2 separate regions of the Mus musculus genome follow, and region 2 is linked to region 1. The links are chromatin contacts, called in public promoter capture Hi-C maps. All regions are on one chromosome and are shown on one strand. The core of a region is the stretch at or near the end of the contact, and the rest is flanking DNA. Distances in the headings are between cores, read along the strand shown. Region 1 holds the start of Cybrd1 (cytochrome b reductase 1). Region 2 holds the start of Itga6 (integrin alpha 6).

What was found. Promoter capture Hi-C pulls out the DNA fragments that hold promoters and counts their contacts.
Region 2: a contact with region 1 is called in a promoter capture Hi-C map of hippocampal neurons, with 5 times the contacts expected there. The contact joins the promoter of Itga6 here to the promoter of Cybrd1 in region 1. A contact is called at or near these places in 4 of 39 promoter capture datasets (hippocampal neurons, liver and maxillary cranial neural crest).

What each region holds. Positions count from the first base shown.
Region 1 is chr2:71,116,280-71,119,664 of GRCm38.p6, reverse strand. Cybrd1 (cytochrome b reductase 1) reads right to left here and starts at 1,611. Exons shown (of 4, transcript NM_028593.2): 1 at 1,353-1,611. The coding sequence starts at 1,545. It also overlaps a transcript of Dcaf17 not described here.
Region 2 is chr2:71,784,603-71,788,371 of GRCm38.p6, reverse strand. Itga6 (integrin alpha 6) reads right to left here and starts at 1,433. Exons shown (of 26, transcript NM_008397.4): 1 at 1,052-1,433. The coding sequence starts at 1,233.

The sequences.
Region 1 (3,385 bases), core at 362-2,861:
TGAGAATAAGGCGCTTAGAAGAATTTCTATGTCCATGGGTTAGCGCCTCTGCGTCGGCTCACACTCATATAATGCATCCAGTGAAGACACAGAAGATGCTCAGGAATGTTTGTACTTTTGTGAATGTCTTCTGTTGGGTTAACCCGCCTGACAGGTAACCCGCTGTCATCTGTGTTTCCCTCACCCTCAACTACAGCACTCCGTCCAAACATCTAAAGGGTCTCACGGCGTCCGGAGCTGTTCTGGGTGGCTGGAAGCCACGAAGAGGTGTTTGGGACTATTTAATTAAACAGAGGATATTAACAACTCTGGCCAAACGAAAGCGCTCCACCGTGATGGAAAGAGTGCTTCTGGTGGTTGGAACTTTAGAACCTGGATATGTTTTTCTCATTTTAGGGTAGTGGCCAAATAGCTGGGAACTCTGCAGCGAAATGGCTTGGATGCCTACCTCACACCACAGTAGCTCAGCATTAGTATTACCTTCTCCAGATTCCCATGGAAGAAGGCTGACCACTCTTGCTGGAGGCCGTAGCACCGGTTTAAAGCATGCGCGGGGTTGGGGGGGGAGGGCGGGGGGTGCAACACACACACACACACACACACACACACACACACACATTTTTCTTTAGGAACGAAGCCAGTGCTTCTGTTTGCTCATTTGTGGGACTTTTAGTATTGGTGAAGAAGAGGAGGCCTGTTCAGAAGCCAGGCTGCTAGAACCTGTTCCGAGCCTCTCAAACAGTTTGTGCTAAGCAAGCCCAGCACAACAGCTTGGCTTTTCTGAATGCATTCTCGCTGTCACCGCCTTTTTGGAAAAGTGAAACGTGCGGTGCCCCATTAGCTGAAGAAGACAGTGAAGATGAAGAGTAGAATTGCAGGGGGAGAGAGAGAGAGAGAGAGAGAGAGAGAGAGAGAGAGAGAGAGAGAGAGATAGATGGATCCCGGGCGTCCAGCGGTCCCTTGGGGCCACTCTCAGCTTTCATCTCCCTGTCAGATTCAAGACCACAAAACTCCGCCAAGGAACTTTCGCCACATCAACAAATGGAGCGCAGCCAGGCAGCAGCCGGTGACTGATGGAGGTGCCCAGAACTCCGGAGGAAAGAACAGGACAGGGGAAAGGATGGAGAGGCACCAACTGACGATGCTGCGCGGAGACTTGAGCTCCCCGCCTAGGAGACCTGAAGCAAGTTCAAAGGCCAGCCTCACCGAAGCTGGGGTTTCGCGTCCCTGACTGCGCAGGCCCTGCCCACCTGAGTAACTTTCCCTAGTTTCATGAATTCCTTGGAATCCACGACGGCGTCCCGGGTCCCATCGCGCAGTGACCCCACCAACCCCCTCGAGGATCCCAGTACCGATGCCCTGGATGAAGACGAAGCCGGTCACCGCGAGCACCGGGTGCCAGTTAAACTCGAGCCCGCTGCCGTTCCAGCCAAGCCCCTCTCGGAAGTGCAGGACCCAGATGAGCACGAAGATCACCGACAGGAAGCCCACGAGCAGCGCGGACACCAGCAGCCCCAGGAAGCCCCGGTAGCCCTCCATGGCCATCAGCACCCCATGCTCCACGACAGCCTGCTGGAGAACTTGGTGTTGCGGCCGTGGCCTCGGGGTACTGGCCCGGCGGTGGGGCCGGGGCGGCGACTTCTCGGCGCCGTCTCCGCCCGTGGGGAGGGGCTTTCTTAGGGTAACAGGCTGTGGGGCCTCCCGGGGGTGCCGCGGGCCCAAGCTCCAGACGGTCCCACCCCTTATCCCCCATCCTCCACCCCCGATCACGCGGCTGCACCGTGAGCTCTGGCTGCCGTGGTGGCCACCACCTGAAGAAGCATCCAACCTCCTTGAGTGTGAGTCAGTTCCTCACCAAGACAGCGCCCAGGAGCTCAAGCCTACCACTTTGCTTCAACTCTATGCGCCTTGTTTCCTTATTCTTGTGGAGGGCGGTGGTACACACTCTTTGTCACCAGAGACAGATTCACTGAAAGTGGTGAAGCCTGCGGTTGTAGTTATCCAGGCTTCCTGACCCCCCAGAGGGTCTGCTGCTGAGGGCAGCAGTGGACTTGGCCTTACCGTGTAAGGAAGCACCTGTAGGGATGAGAGTGTAGTGGAGCTCACCTGTGACCCCAACATTCAGAAAGCTGAGGCGGGAGGATAGCCACAAGTGTAAAACCACTCTAAGCTACATAGAGAGTTCCAGACCAGACCGCTATAGAAAGCCTGCCTCAACATCAAAACAGAGAAGAGAGAAAGAGAAGGCTGAAAGCGCAGCTAAATTGGTCTTACTTAGGTTTGCCTAGCGCGCACAAAGACCTGGGCACAGTCCTTAGAACAGTCCTTAGAAGTGACACACCCCTTATAATTTTACCATGGGAAAAGTAGAGGCAGGAGGATCAGATGTTTAATATCATCCCCAGTTACATGGAGAGTGTGAAGCCAGCCTGAGGTACATGCTATCCGATATCAAAAATAGTAACAATAACAGCTGGAAAAGACAGAAATAACAGAATATAAGCCACCTGCAACTTGCAGTTGCGCCAGGGAAGACAGGCAGTCACAGCCCTGGACTTGCCTGGAGTGTGCTAAAATGAGTTTAAAGATGTCTGCCTGCTCAAACCAATGTGAGCCTAGACCTTAAACCTCCCTGAGTGACTTAACTTGATGAAGAGACACTGGCTTCCTGTCCTTTTCCGTTATCCTTGCCCTTCTAGGTGAGACATTGAGCATCACTATCAGAGGAAAAGGGTGCTGGATGCCTCGGCTTCCAAAGTGCATTTGGGAATGCTCCCTCTAGCCCTTAGAGACCTTACAAAACACAGGAAAGGTAGTGTGTGTGTGTGTGTGTGTGTGTGTGTGTGTGTGTGTGTGTGTGCGCGCGCGCGCGCGCGCAAAGCTCGCGCGAGTGTGTCTCTGTGTGTGCACACCTGTGTGTGCGCATGTGCACACGTGAGCACACACATGTGCATATGTGCCTGCTCATCAAGGAATGGTTTTTCCAATTATAGGTTTTGAGGGCTAGTTCAGTAGGTAAAGGCACTTGTCACTAAGTGTGATAACCTGAGCGTAGTCCAAAGAACTGACAGGTACAAAAGAAAACCTACAAGTTGTCCTCTGACCTCTACATTTGTGCTGTGCTGTGCGCGCCCCCCCCCCCCCCACACACCACTATCACCACCGCACCAAATAGATGTTTAAAATTAATTTTAGAATAAGAAACTATAAACAACATTTTGAAGTTTTATTTATTTTATAACTATGAGAGTTTTGCCTCCATGTCTGTGTACCATATGCATGCAATGCCCACAGAGGCCAGAAGAGGGCAGTGGATGCCCTGAGACTGTAGTTACAGACTAAAGCTGTGAACCACCTACCATGTGGGTGCTGGGAACTGAACCCT
Region 2 (3,769 bases), core at 184-2,683, 670 kb before region 1:
TCCTTTCCCCTTGGCTGCACTCTGTTCTCTCCGGTCTGCTGGTCCTGGAAGGACCTGGGTTCAACTCAAGACCTGGGCGGGGAGGAGGACCTTTTGTTGTGGGAATGAGCATGGATCAAGAATTTAACCCCACTGCGACTGGGCGACTAAGCTCCAGAAAATCTTCCCCAATCAAAGAACTGGGTCATGTGGGAGCCAACACTGTTTAAAAGGCAGAGCCAGTCGCTTTCTCCTGGAAGAAACACTTGGGAGGATGACTGTCACTTCCGAACCTTCTTTTCTAAGTCCCTCCTAGAAGGGGCACTTTGCTCTAACTCCTCCGTGAGGCCCACCCAGCACTGGGGCCGGAGGATCCTTGAGTGCTGCTGATCTATCAGGGAGCTGGGAGGGGGAGCTAGCACACCGACTCGAAGAAGCCTGTTTTCACAGCTGAGCTAGTCCTGAGGAACAGGTGCTTTTTAAGAAGCATGTTAAAGTATCTCCTGCAGGAGAGCCCACTCTGCAGGGAAAGTCATACGGGACAGCGAAAAGTGGCTTCCCAACTTCCACGCGGCGCGCGAACGAGGGAGGGGACCGGACGGTCGGAGAGTTGGAGAAAGGCCTGCATTTCCCTGGAAGACTTCCCGCAACCCTGTGTCCCATCACTGTCCCTAGTGCACACGTGAAGCTCAGCAAAGCGTGCCACCTGCCGGGGTCCCTGCAAACTAAGCCCGAAGTGGAGAACCGCGGAAAGCACTTCAGGGGAGGGGGAAAGTCAAGTATCCCGGGGCCGGGCCCGGGGTTTGTCCCTTCGGCTCTCCTCACTCCCGGGAGGCGCCGTGTGCAGGGCGCGGCGGGCCCGGATCTCTCAAGTCTTGGGCCGAAGAAGTGCGAGCGGGCAGGGCAGGGCAGGGCAGGGCAAGGTAGGGAAGGCCAGGGCAGAGCAGAGCCGAGCTGGGCTAGCCCACGGATAGGCTCTGGGCACGCGGGACGGGCGGCAGCAGGGCGCGCCCTCGTTCTCCCTGGCGCAGCGCGGCGCCCCGGTGGGGATGGGAAGAGTCGGGGAACTCACAGCCGCTTGTCCTCCGGCTGCAACTGCCAGTGCATGGCGAGCGAGAAGCCGAAGAGGCTCCCGGGATCCCCCGATTTCCGGATCACGTTGTCCTCGCGGGTGTCCAGGTTGAAGGCTGTACCCAGCCGGGCTAGAAGCCCCGCGGACAGGTAGAGCAGGCACAACTGGCCCGCGACCGCCATGGGCGCGCGCGGTGGGAGGGACCCGCGGAGCTGCTGCGGCCTCTGTGCGCGCGGGCTCGGGGCCGGGGCCGGGCTGCCTGGCGCGCCGCTGCGGCCACTTGGCCTCGGTCGCCCCTGCGCGCGGCCCCACCCCCGGCCGGCTCACGCTCACTGTGCGGCCGCTCCCCCACGCCCGCAGCTAGCTGCTGCTCAATGAGCCCGTTGTTCTCTGGAGACTCTCAAGCGTTTTATCGAGTGACCGGGACTCCGGCCCCGCCCCGCCCCGCCCCGCCCCTCCCGAGGCCCCGCCCGCCACACGCACCTTCCCTGCCGGCCCCGCCCCGCAGCGGCGCACCCGCCGCAGCCCTCCCACCTTCCCGCCACCTGCCCGGAAGCGTCCCGGAGCTTGGCAAGACTAGCCAGGCTTTTTTTCTACCTGTCACTGAACTGCGGGCCTCATAGGGCTGACTTGCAAAGACATCCGTTCTCCAAGGGTTCAAGACGCGCCTAAGTATGCCCAGCTCTTGGGGTTGGCTTGATGTTGCATACTCGCTGGCTCCCCAGGGACCCAAACGTCGAAAACGTTGCTGTGCTACTTAAAAACACACTGTTTCATTCAGGCCTAGGAAGCGGGCTTCTCTGTGCTGATGAGTTTTGGTTTTTTTTTTAAAAAAAAAAAAAAGAAAGAAAGAAAAGAAAAGAAAAGAAAAGAAAAGAAAAGAAAAGAAAAGAAAAAAGTCAACTCAGATTTTTGTGGGAAGATCTCTAGGTAGGGAACACTGAGTCCTTCTATCTTGGGCCCTGGAGTTTAGCTATTGTCCCCTTTTCTTACCCTAAGTTTCCTAGTCTAGTTAGAACTGCATAGATAGAGACAGCTAGAGGTCCGTGTGGGTGGCTTGAAGGCTTGAGTCTCGCGGGCATAGGGTGGGGCTTTCCAGCGAGGTGTTGGCTTTTGAGGCATGTTTATTTTAGGATAGAAAAACTTGCTTCAGGGACGCTCAGAACTTGGTTGAGAACAAACAATATACATTTTAGTGAACCATTTTTTATTATCCTCTGACATTTAGATTAGCATGTTTTCTCTTATGAATGTAGACAGTAAACCACAAAGGCAGGAGACTGTACCAACAACCCAATTATCAGTAGAAAATACTGTTTTATCCAGAAAAGTTGGTTGTTGCAGATGTTTCAAATTACAGTTGTTATTAGGTAGCTACTCTGCTAGATCTCGATGTATGTCAATAAAGAAGCAATTTATTACTATAGAAAAAAATGTTAACATTTTGACATATGTTAATATAATCGATTTTCTTCTTAAAAACATGTATGTTGTGCATAGGGTCTTGGTTTTCAGTAACTTACTGAACGGGCCTTGTTCTACCCTGTCTCCTATCGATGTAATTTAATATTTTAACCAAAAGCCACCTGAGGAGAAAAGAGTTTGTTTTATCTTACATTTCCAGATAATAGAACTCAGGACGGGAACCTGGAGCAGAGACCATGGATAAAAACTGCTTAGTGGTGTGCTCCCTCTAGTTGTGTTGAGCCAACTCTCTATACAAGTCAGGACCAACTGCCCAGAGCTGGGTAACAATCACAGTGGGCTGTACACTCCTGATGCTGGAAAGGGCCTTTCCATGGAACCTAACAGGCATGCATAGGAAATAGAAGCAGGGTGCAGTCCCAAGGGAGACCCAAAGCGTCCTTCTACATCTGTACCAAGAGAACAGCTGGAGCTACTCAGAGAAGCTATGTGAATATCACGTGTGGTCTTCACAGGTGGCAGCAGCTGCCAGAGTGAGTCCCCAGCAGATGTGCCACTTCCCAAACAACTAGTAATCTCACATCTTGCCCTGGGTGAGGTATAATGGATCTAAATGCACACGAGATCTTGAAGATCACACGGTTTGAACAAGCGCTTCTGAAGGACATTGAGAAACTGTTAGAAATGACTGTCTAGTGAGGTAGAAAATATCAGCAGTGTGATTTTTAGTGGGTGTCACTCACAACCGTTTTCTTCTTTCATGTATGGCAACCACTATCCCTGAAAGACAGGTCCAATTGATGATGGTTGGACATAAGGAACCTCAAGGTCATTGTTACCTTCTTGATTTCAATCCTCAAGTTGACATTTAAACATTTAATCGCAAGGTAGTTCTCAGCCAGGAGCCAGTGATGTAGCTGCCATGTTGCTGAAATACTTCTGAACTGGTTAAGAAAGCTGTGCTGAACAGCCAAACCCTGCGCATATGTCCCAGATCCATCAGATTCCACTCAAGTCCAAGCCCTGTACTGCAACTGCTCCCTCTGACCAGTCATGCTCAAGTCCTATTAGCCAATGGCCATTCTGAACATCCCTCCTCCTCCTAAGACTAATTCTAGGCTGTGGAGAACCCGTCATTCCCTTCCTTAGACATATTGGCAAATAATACATGAATGGTCATTGTTACCTTCTTGATTTCAATCCTCAAGTTGACATTTAAATTACAGTAAATTAAATTTAAATATTACAAATGCACAGTGCAAATCGAATGGTACTTGTAGAGATGAAATCTGG